Linked DNA regions of Sus scrofa: region 1 is linked to region 2. The links are chromatin contacts, called in public Hi-C maps. All regions are on one chromosome and are shown on one strand. Each heading gives the region's core, a stretch centred on a gene start, on an enhancer-like site or on the middle of the called end of the contact. The rest is flanking DNA. Distances are from core to core; before and after follow the strand shown. Region 1 holds the start of FBXO46 (F-box only protein 46). Region 2 holds the start of EML2 (echinoderm microtubule-associated protein-like 2).

Region 1 (5,831 bases), core at 1,426-3,925, 56 kb before region 2:
AGGTTGCGGGTTCGGTCCCTGCCCTTGCTCAGTGGGTTAAGGATCTGGCGTTGCCGTGAGCTGTGGTGTAGGTTGCAGACGCGGCTCGGATCCCGCATTGCTGTGGCTGTGGCGTAGGCCAGTGGCTGCAGCTCCGATTCGAGCCTGGGAACCTCCATATGCCGCGGGAGCGGCCCAAAGATATAGCAAAAAGACAAAAAAAAAAAAAAAAAAAAAAAAAAAAAAAAAGAAAGCTTCTAGTCCCTAAACCCAAGATCTTCAGGTTTCCAAAACTGGTTCTATCCTGACACAAATCCCGAGACCGCACATCCTAACTTGAGACTCCCCCGCCCCCCATCCCCAACATTATTCAGAGACTTGAATATCTGGATTCCTCAAACTTGAGCCTGGATTCCAATACTTAGGCCCAGCCTCAACGCTAAACTCCTGCTCTGCTGCCTGGGTCCTGCCTCGCCCACCGCCTGGGCACCCAAGGCAACCCGGCCCACCGGGACCCCTGAAACCCACAGAGGGAGGCCACGACCACAAAGTGCTGCCCCTGAGTGGGCCCCAGGTTCCCTTCTCGCCGGCTAGTCCCCCACCCCATTCCCCTCGGACTCCAGCACGCGCCTCAGGATGTGCAAAATGGCGTGAGGCCCCCCTTCTGGTTTTGTGCCAGCCCCACACTTGGGAGCCGGATTAGCGCCTTGTTCTGGTCTCGGGACGCTGGCGGTGCACGCGCGAGCCCCAGGTCGGCCTCGGCTGCCACGTTCCCAACCCAGGCGTGGGATGGGCACGAATTCCCTTTGGTGCGAGGCTCCGGCCTGAGGCCTGAGGAGAAGAGCAAGAGGGAGCTCTTGAGGCCAGGCCACGCCTCCACCAATTCCCGCCAAGGTGTGCTGGGCGCGAGACTGGAGAAGGGAAACGGCAGGGTGCAAGTGGCCCTGCGCACGCGCGCCCGGGGAAAGGTCCCTTCCTGCACAGAGCGAGCCTGGCCTCGCGCCTCCTGACACAGCCTTGGCCTGTGCGCGCCAAAGTGCCGGCCAATCAGGGCTCGCTCAGCTACCCGCCTTTTCCGCAGGCACCGCCCTGCCTGGCCACGCCCCCCGGCCACTTCCTGAGTCCCGGGCTGAAGTAGCCTAAACAAGAGGCGGGGTCTCCTAACCGCCAACCCTTAGCCAGAGAGACCTGACCAGTCTCCCTTCCTGCCCTCTGGTGTCCCTTCTCCCCCTCATCCCTCTAGTGCATGTCTAATGAGGGCCTACTCTGTGCCTGCCAAGCACTGCGCTGGAAGTCGGGAATTTAGCCGCGATCTTCCCAGTGCAGGCTCACAGAGTGTGAGACTAGTGAGGCAGAGGCTGCATTAAAGGGCCATAAACAGAAAAGATTCAAAGAGGAGGGCCACTGGAATCGGGCCTTAGTGGCAGTTCACCGCTTGAAATTATGTTCTTTAATATAGCCGACTCTCTCTTTTAGAAAGTTCACTCTTATGGCTCATGAGGAGGATGGGCAGGAAAACATAGCTTAAGGGGAGGCGATCTAGCAACCTAGTGGAGAGTAGAGATCCTGGTGTCTAAAATATTTCAGTTCAAATCATTTTCTTGCTGTGTTGCCATGGAGAATATGCTCAATCTCTTTCTGCCTTAACTTTTTTTTTTTCTTTTTCTTTTTAGGGCCGCACCCGCGGCATATGGAGGTTCCCAGCCTAAGGGTAAATTGGAGCTGCAACTGCCACAGCCACAGGAACACGGGATCTGAGCTGCGTCTACCACTTACAGCACAGCTCACCTACACCACAGCTCACCGCAACGCCGGATCCTTAACCCACTGAGCGAGACCAGGATCGAACACACATCCTCATGGATATTAGTCCCATTCATTTCCGCTGTGCCACAGTGGGGACTCCATCTTTCTGCCTTAACTTTTATATATTTGGGATAATTCTTACTGGGGTTCTCTGCAGTGTCTGGCATAAAATTAGCATGCAATACATTTTTACTCAACACTTATTTCCATTGTCCTGGGTGCTTGTACAAGATACACAAAGGGGCCTGTCCTCTTGGAGCTTCTATTATAACTACGATGTGCACAAATGTCTAATGCATCTGGTTTTCCTCCATCCTAAGGCTTAATTCCCATACTTGTAAATTAGGTGGTGGTAAGAAAACCAGGGGGAGTTCTCTTGTGGTGCAGTAGGTTAAGGATCCAGACTTGTCACTGCAGCGCCCGGGTCGCTGCAGCTGCATGTGTTCGATCCCTGGCCCGGGAAGTTCCATGTGGGGTAGGGGTGGCTCCAAAAAAAACCAAAATAAAACAACCCAGGAGGAAAAATGGATGGGAAAGTGAGAAAGGCGCTATTAATTAACACGTAAATAAGTTTAAGTAAATCGATAAACTGGTTCTTTCCCAACTCTCCACCCCACACAAACGCCCCTTTTAAATTTTCTCAATTCCGTTTCCAAAAGCCCAGGGCCAAAATGGAGGAGACTGCACTCCATTTCCCAGCGGGCTTGGCGTGGGCGCTCTCTGCGCCTGCGCTACCAGGCACACACGCTCTCTGTCTCCCGGGAGTTAGAGTCATTCTTTTCCTGAGCCCGCCCAGTTTGCTTCTTTCCCCACCTCCAAGCTTGACCGTGCTGCCTTCCGGGAGTTGTAGTCTGCGGCCTCCCGGACTCCAATTCCCAGCGGGCTTCGGGGCGGGAACCCGGAAGGGGAGGTTGGAGAGGAGCGAGTGGGGGAAACCCGCGTAGCCGAGGGAGCTGCAGCGCGGGGAGATGGTGAGAACGCTGAGCTGGGGCCAGGGGCGCTTGCGAACTGGGGCGGGCGTTTGGGACCCGGTGGCGAGAGGGAAGAGGCAGGAGCTAAAGAAGGGGCTGGATGAGGGGAGATCGTTTGGGGGATGGGATTGGGAGAAATGGGAGCCGGAGAGAGTAGTAGAAGAATGGGGGTTGGGGATGGGTCTTGAAGATGGGGAGAGAGTCGAGCTTTGGGATTGATTGTAAGGGAGCTCAGAGCTGGAGGAAGGAGTCCCGAGTTGGAGAAGGGGCTGGGCGTCCAGACAGAGGCACTGAAGGGGGCAATTTCGAGGGGTTTAGCCTAGGGGATGTTGAAAGGCATTAGGAGTCAGTGCTAGATGAATGAGGGGGTCTGGAGGCTCCGGAGGGAGAGGCCAGCTGTGGATGCCGTGGGTTGGAGCCTCTGGATCGGATTGGGGGCAGGAGGACAAGCTGAGATGGTAGAAGAGAGAAATCAATGGTAGAGTGGTGTGTAGGTTAGGACCCGGGACTGTGGGTGGGGTGAGGAGCATGAGATTAGGGGCCTGCATGTAGCGATAGTTTACTTAGCCCAGCCAGAGACTCCCGATAACTGGACAGTCACAGAACTGTAGGATGATATGGCCAGAAAGGGCCATCGAGACAACCTTTTGCACTCACATTTCTCTAATGGGATTTAGAAAAGTGTAGTGGTTTATGTGTACAGACGGTCCAGCACTCAGTTCTTTTCTTCTGCCATTCCTTTGCGACCTGGGCAAGTGTCCCCTCTCTATGAAACTCAGTGCCCTTATCTGTATCGTGGGAACAAAATGCCGCTGAGAAGAGAGGAGGCTTGCATCCCAGAGCTGTTGGTGGGAAGTTCCCTGCTCCAGGAATGTGACTGGGTCACAGGTGCTAATGGATTCCCTCTTTTTCAGCCCAGCCCCAGGGGCGTTTTCTCAAACTCTGGCACTGATCTGGGCACAGCCCCGCTCAGAAGCATGCAGGGGTTCCCCACAGTCAACTCCAGCTCACACTAATTGTTTAGGAAGTGCCTGGCCCTGTTCGTAGTTGTTTGTATTAACTCATTTGATTCTGACAACACCCCTTAAGTTGTCTCCATCCTACAGAGAGGAAGCAGAGGCACAGAGAGGTTCAGCAACTTTTCCAAGGTCAGCCAGCATGAGTGGTTGACTCAGGAGTCCAACCTCGGCATCCTGGCTCAGAGTCCGTGCTCTCAGCTCTGTAATACAGTCCCCTTTCCTGGTACTGAAGTGTCATGAGTAGGGCAGAGACTTGAGAACTGAAAGCAGTCTTCAGGTTGAATTTTATTTATTTATCTATGTATTGGCCCCACCCTTGGCATCTAAAAGTTCGCCGGGGCCAGGGATCGAACCCCCACCACAGCAGTGACCTGAGCCTGCTGCAGTGACAATGCCAGATCCTTCACCCACCGGGCCACAAGAGAGCTCCTCAATTTGAATTTTAGTTCTACTCCTTACTTACTGTGTGACCTTGAGTAAGTCTTTGAGCGGCTCCTCAACTGTAAAGTGGGATCAGTAACCCTAGGATGGTTAGAGGGTTTGGGGAGGGAAGCAGGTCACGTGCTTGGAGTACGCGCTTGATACGTATGAGTTGTCTTTTTTTTTGAATGGCAATGAGAAACTCAGACTTGAGAGAGGGCGGTAGTGAAGGACCAGTGAGGAAAACATCAGCCAGGCTGCCTTCTAGTTCTCTACCCCTGGGCTCCTAGGTCCAAGGGTCACTCCTTGAGGGGGTGCTCAGAAATTCAATCTGTCCCCATTCCCATTCCTAGCCACAGCCAAAGATAAATAATTCACTCGCCCATGCCCAGCCTGGCCCAACTCCAGGTATTTCAGTGAGCAGGAACTATTTCTAACAACTGTGTGGGTTTTCTGCCCCCCCCCACCCTTTTGGTCCTTAGGACTTCCCTGGGCAGTGTGGCAACTTTCTAAGTCATTTTGAAATGGGCTCATTTGTTGTGAGGCTTCCTGAGTTGACCCATAAGGTCTCTGACTCTGATAGGAGAGCTTAGGGTGAAAAGCATTGGCTACAGATAGGCCCACATTCATATCCCCACCTCTGCTGCTGTGTGTCCTTGGCCAAGTTGCATTCCCATTGCTGGGTCTCAGTTTTCTCGTATGTAAAATGGGACCACCTTCCAACCACGAGGCTCTTGTCAAGGGTCGATGTGGTAACATGTATAACGTGCCTAGTGCGTAGTAAGCCTTTAACAAGTGTGAGGTCTTTTGAATAATTTTGTTTCTCCAAGAAAAATGTATTGCGCACGTGCTCCAGAACCAGGACACCCAGAGCCGAATCCTGACTCCCATCACCCACCTGCTCTGTGACTTTGGGCAAGTCCTTTAACTTCTCTGGGCCTCGGTTTCCTCTTCTGGAGAATTGGGGGTTCACCCCCTGCGTGTTGCTAGGGTACTACTATGTGCCAGGGCTTGTACCAGGTTCAGGCCAATACCTGGCCCTTGGGGAGCTTGCTGTTGTCATAACACTGGGGCAGTTTTACAGCTCTGGTGGCATTTGTGTTCTTTCTTCTGGATTGGGTGTTTCTATCCCTGCTTCATTTTCAGTCCCTTGTGCCAGCTTTGCCTGGTGGTCATTGCTTTCCTGGATTTTTAACATTTTATCCCCTGGTCTCAGTGAATTATCTGAAAATCTGTTGGTTTGGAGAAGAGTTGCCAACTTCTTCCTCATCCCTGTACCTGTTTGTCACATCTGGGGTGACGTGACACTTTTTTTCCCCCCTTTCCTTTGTTGGTTTGTCTTAGAAATTGTGTCTCCTTTCCAAGTGATTTTGCCTTTTCTTCAAATCTTAAATGTGTTTGCAGCCTGTGCTTATCTTACTCATACAAAATGATATTTTTACCATTTCTAATGGTATATTTCTGGCAGCTCTGGTAAAGCTGTATTATTCCTAGGAGTTCCCTGGTGGCTCAGTGCGTTAAGGATCTGGCATTGTCACTGCTTTGGTGAGGGTTTAACCACTGGCCTGGGAACATCCACATGTCTTGGGCGCAGCCCCCCCCCCAAAAAAAGGTGTATTATTTCTAAAAGTACAGG
Region 2 (5,227 bases), core at 484-2,983:
AGTCACAGCTGCCTCTGGACCTTTGTACTTACTCTTCCCTCTGCCTGAAAAGCTACCTCCCACCTCCCGTCCATGTGTGATTCTTTCATGCTTGTCACTCACTTCTCAGCTCAAATGTCACTTCCTCAGTGACCCCGGTCTCCCTAAATTGCCTCATCCTCTCATCTTTCACCATATCACTCGCCTTATCTCTGTAATGCCAAGGGCTGAAATTATCTTACTGGCTCCGTGCCTATTTCTTCATCTGTAGAATGGTGATGAAAATAGGGCTTGTGGTGAAGACAACTAAGCGCTTGGCACATAGCAGTGCTCCATAAGTGTTAGCTGGTGTTATTTGTTTTGTCTGTTTTGGTTTACCATCTGTACCAACTGCAAGGTCCATGAGAGAATACTCTGGGGCTGACTTGCTACTGACACTCCAGGACCTAGAACAGAGTTTGGCACATACGAGGCACTCAGTAAACTTTTTTTTTTTTTTTTTTTTGTCTTTTTAGGGCTGCACCTGAGGCACATGGAAGTTCCCAGCTAGGGGGTCCAATGGGAGCCATGGCCGCAGGCCTATGCCACAGCCACAGCAAGGTCAGGTATGAGCCACATCTGTGACCTACACCACAGCATGTGGCAATGCTCCCACTGAGCGAGGCCAGGGATTGAACCTGCATCTTGATGGATACTAGTCTGGTTCTTAACCTGCTGAGCCACAACGGAACTCCCAGTAAACACTGTTAAACGATATGACCTCACACTTTCCGGATGTGGAAACAGGTTCAGGGTCACAACCAGAAAGTGGTGGAGTCAGGATTCAAACCCAGGTCAATCTGGTTTCAAAGCCCTGGGCTTCCAAGGTCTGCCTGTGTCAAAGGCAAGTCTTTTCTGCTTTGGGCTCCTGCCTATAAAGCACGGTCTGGGTCACTTCTAGGGGTTGAGCTTCAGTGGGGACTTGGGGAAGGTGGTCCAGTATTCTTTAAATCCATTGTCAGGTTTTGTACCCTCCCCTCTTCCTCCAGCTTCCGAGACTGCTCCGACTGACACCGCCAGCCGGCCAGGCATCACAGCTGTGCCTGCGTCAAAACCCGGACTGGATAATAAGGTTGTGGAAGATGAAGGCTGTAAGGGAGGAGCTAATGGTCTGGGGCTGCGGATAAAGAAGTGGAAGGAAAGGTTAAGGAGGGACTAAGAGACTTGGGGGGAGGGATCTAAACTCCAGGGGTCGAGCCAATTCTATCCGGAGGCCGGGTCAAGGCTGCTGGACTAAGTACCATCCTCCTGAGATGCTTAGGGGGCGGTGCCAAAGGCTCTGGGGGCGGGAATGGAACTTTAGCTCCCGGCGGGATTCTGGGGGTGGAGCTTAGCACCCCGGGGGCGGGTACAGATAGAATAAACAAGAGCTCTAAGAAATAGGCTTGAATAAGAGTTCCAGGGCGGAGCTAGTGGATATCTAGGTGGATTTGAGGCTTTAGGGTCGGGCTCTCGTCTTGCAAGGGGGATTTTTCGAAAATCCAGAAAAAGATGAGGGAGGTTTGGGCAAATATGGAAGTGTCTTCTCCCACCTTAGCTTCCTCTAAAAGCCAGGGGCTACGCTTCAGGCTGAAAAGCAGAGAAGGCCCTGCCCCTTCCAATCCTTCTGCATCCCTGTTGGCTGAGGGGCCTGCGCGACAGGTTCTCATTGGTCCTGAACAGGCGAGGAAGGGGTCTAGAGAGAATACGCGCCTGTTGTGGGCGGGACCAGACAGTACCGAGGGGGATCTCAGCTCAACCAATCCCGGCCTGAGGATTGTGTTGGGGGGCCTGGCAGGAGGTGTCCCGATCCCCCCTTTCTGGGCATCCTGGGGGATGACCCCGGTGCCAGGCCCGGCGCCGGCCGCCTGATGCCGCCGGGCGGGCAAAGCCCGGGATGCTGGAACGAAGGGCGTTGCTATGGCAACGGGAGGCAGGGCCTGGGGGGGAAGACCGGGCCCGAGCTGGGGCCGGGGGGGCCGGCAGTGGCTGTGGCGGGGTGATGGCGGAGCGCGGCCCGGCCTTCTGCGGCCTTTACGACACATCCTCGCTGCTTCAGTACTGCAACGGTGAGACCCCTCCTCAGTTCCAACCCTGGCCCCGCCCAGGGCTCGACCTATCGCCTCTTGCCCCAACCTTCTTCCAAATCCCCATCCTTGCCGCTTGCTGAAGATTCTCCTTTCTCCCCAGCAGGACCCTGACCCCAGAGCAAAGTCCCTGATCCCCAAAGCCCTGATCCCTGTCCTCCACGCTCTTTGGCCCTCCCCTTTTTCGGAGGTGGCTGAACCGGGAGAAGGGGCAGAACCTCCGGGAGACTGGGGTTGAAGGAGGAGAGGCCTGAAGGTCTGGAACTCTGCCCTCCCTATCCCCTCTCATTGCTCTGGGACCCTCCCCCTTCTCCCTGGCAGAGGGACACATTAGGGGGAGAGTGGCATTTAGTGTTGGCTTGTGGGCTGGGTGTGGGACCAGGAAGGATGACCAGAGGACTTTGCCTCTGCTATAGCCCCCAAATCCTCAGGCCCCGCCCATCCCACCCATTAGGACTCACCCCTTCTCCCTAACAAATGGGTGTGATGCAAGAAGGGCCACTGTGGGTGTCAGGCCCATGTGAGGGGAGCTGGAGGCAGAGGGGAGGAGGGACGGGAGGAGAAGTGGGAAGTGGGGGCCGGATTCTGGGCAAAAGGGCTGGGAATGGTCAGGAGGGAGCTGAGGACCTGAGTCAATGTGGGTGGGGGGTGGGCAGGCCAAGGCCTCAGAATGCGGCTGGCTCTCTGGATGGGTGCTGAAGGGCCAAGGAGAAAGCTTCTCTATTTCACTCAGGGGGTCCCTGAGAAGAGCTGTCTTGCATTTGCAGGCTTATTCCCCTGGGTACGCACCCCAGTGTCAGGGACCACTGGAGTTAGCAGAGGACCGGAATGCTCATTTTGTCCTCCTCTGCCCTCTCATGGGCAGGCTAACAGGTGCCTAAGCCTGGGTCAGGTACATGTTTTACTGCTGAAAGGCTGTGTGTCCATGCACCAGTAATTTCATCTCTCTGGGCCTCAGTCCCCTTCCAACTTCTCTCCTCCTAAAATGGGTAAAACACCACAGCTACTAGAGTTACTGGGTGTCCTGGGTACCATAGTAGCAGTTAATTATATTCCAGATTTACTGAGCACATAGAAGAGCCAGGTAAGGTGTTAAACGTTTTGCAAGAAGAGCGCCTGCCACATGTAAGCTCCCTATATCAGATCTCACTTTGGGGTAGTATTATTAATAGTAGCTAAGAGGGGTCTTGGCACATCGACGTGATTGTACCCTCCTGTACTTCACCTCGTGGCTGTGTGACCTCTGGGGAGTCTCTACGCACTCCCCCAACCTCCGATTCAGTTTCCTTTTTCGCAACAGTACCCTGAGATTACTCCTCTTATAAGTTCCGAGTCCTGATGTCTGGCTCTCTCCCTCGGATCCCCAGAGGCCCCCACCTTCTAATGCAGGTCCAGGCACCGGACCAGAGAGGCACTGTGTGGGGGGCAGGGCAGGCAGGGCCGGGCAGACGATTGGGCCGCGGGGTGAGGGGGAGGGACAGACGGCTGCACTGCGGAGCCCAGCGGCAGGGCGGGGCGGCCTACGGACACGGGATGGCAGGTGCCTCCATGCCCTGTTCCCGTTAATGCTACCACCTTTACTTCCCATCAACTCGGAGCCAGGTCTTCCTCAGTTACTGCCAGCAATGAGTCTGGGTATGCGTGGTCTGGGAAAGGTGGGGACCACCCTGGTCCTCTGCTCCTCCCACTTCGGGAAAATGTGCGGGGGGGTGGGGGGCGCGAGGCGGCGGGAGATGGAGGAGGAGTTATTTGGCTACACCCCAGGCCTGGAAACAGGGGCGTGGGGTACAGAAGCTAAATAAATTAGGGAAAATAAGGAAGGGAAACAGGGGGAAAGCTCCGTTTGGGGGAGAGAGTTTGAGTGTCAGATCTCCGGGGTTATCTTCCTTCCATGGGTCTCGGGTCTTTGATGTGCTGCCTGCACCTCGCAAATCTGCCGCCAGGGGCCGCTGAAACCCTGTCCTTGTAGCAGGCTCCAGGGTCGAACACTTTATAAAAATTGTTATTATTTGTCTTTTTGCGCCGTACTAACGGCATATGGAAGTTCCCAGGCTAGGAGTCGAATGCAGGCCTACCCCCGCAGCCACAGCAACGCTGGATCGGAGCCGCGTCTTTAATCTACACCACAGCTCATGGCAACGCGGGATCCTTAACCAACCGAGCCAGGCCAGGGATGGAACCCGCGTCCTCATGGATACTAGTCGTGTTCCGTACCTCTGAGCCACGACGACCAGAACTCCTGGGGGCCAAACACTTTAGTGAGGAGAGCATAGGAAGGGGAGGGAACAGGTAGGACCCTTTTGGCTTGGAAAGTTTTTGATATGGAGAAGGAACGTTAGTATCTGCGATAAAATATTGCCATCCGTCAAAGAATATTGGGGAGCAATTCGAGAATGTTAGTCACTACAAAATGTCGTCAGGAAAAAAGTTGGTGTCATCCTTAAAATGTTGCTAATCACTCATATGTATTCATCATCTTAGTCATACAATCTTAAAACCAGAGTCGAGAGGCTCTCGATTCATAGACTCTTAGAAGGTTAGAGAGGAAGGGACTTCCCTAAGGTCACACCTCCAGGGCGCTGCGGCAGAGAGAGATGTTTGGGGACAAGGGCTGAGAGCAATGGGGATTTCCTTCCCCTCTCAGAGCCCTCTTTTTTGGCTCCCATCCAAGCGTCCCAGCCCGAGGTTGCGGGAGGGGAAGGGGGCGTGGCCGGCCCAGGTTAGACCGGGAAGCCAGGAGGGACACCTCATCTCGGGCTTTAGAGTTCCTGGGTGGCCCCTGCAGCCAGCGCTCCCCTGCTTTCCAGATGACAATTTGTCGGGCACAAGCGGGATGGAGGTGGACGACCGCGTGTCGGCGCTGGAGCAGCGGCTGCAACTGCAGGAAGACGAGCTGGCTGTCTTAAAGGCGGCGCTGGCTGACGCGCTGCGTCGCCTGCGGGCATGCGAAGAGCAAGGTGCTGCGCTGCGAGCGCGGAGCACCCCCAAGGGCCGCGCGCCTCCGCGCCTAGGCACCACAGCCTCGGGTATCTTCAGTAGACTGGAGGGGTGAGATGGGGAGGGGTTGGGGCCTGGACCTTACACTCAGCCCTTCTTTTCTCTAACTCCGTCTCCCTAGTGTGTCAGCTCTTGAAAGGCCTTCC

The links. Hi-C and Micro-C count contacts between places; a contact is called where the count stands out from the background.
Region 1: a contact with region 2 is called in a Hi-C map of epiblast stem cells, with 2.8 times the contacts expected there. The contact joins the promoter of FBXO46 here to the promoter of EML2 in region 2. A contact is called at or near these places in 1 of 47 Hi-C or Micro-C datasets (epiblast stem cells) and 1 of 2 datasets of contacts at active chromatin or transcription factors (alveolar macrophages).

Annotation. Positions count from the first base shown.
Region 1 is chr6:52,066,034-52,071,864 of Sscrofa11.1, reverse strand. FBXO46 (F-box only protein 46) reads left to right here and starts at 2,675. Exons shown (of 2, transcript XM_021094574.1): 1 at 2,675-2,756.
Region 2 is chr6:52,009,899-52,015,125 of Sscrofa11.1, reverse strand. EML2 (echinoderm microtubule-associated protein-like 2) reads left to right here and starts at 1,733. Exons shown (of 22, transcript XM_021094571.1): 1 at 1,733-2,066; 2 at 4,892-5,110; 3 at 5,203-5,227. The coding sequence starts at 1,895.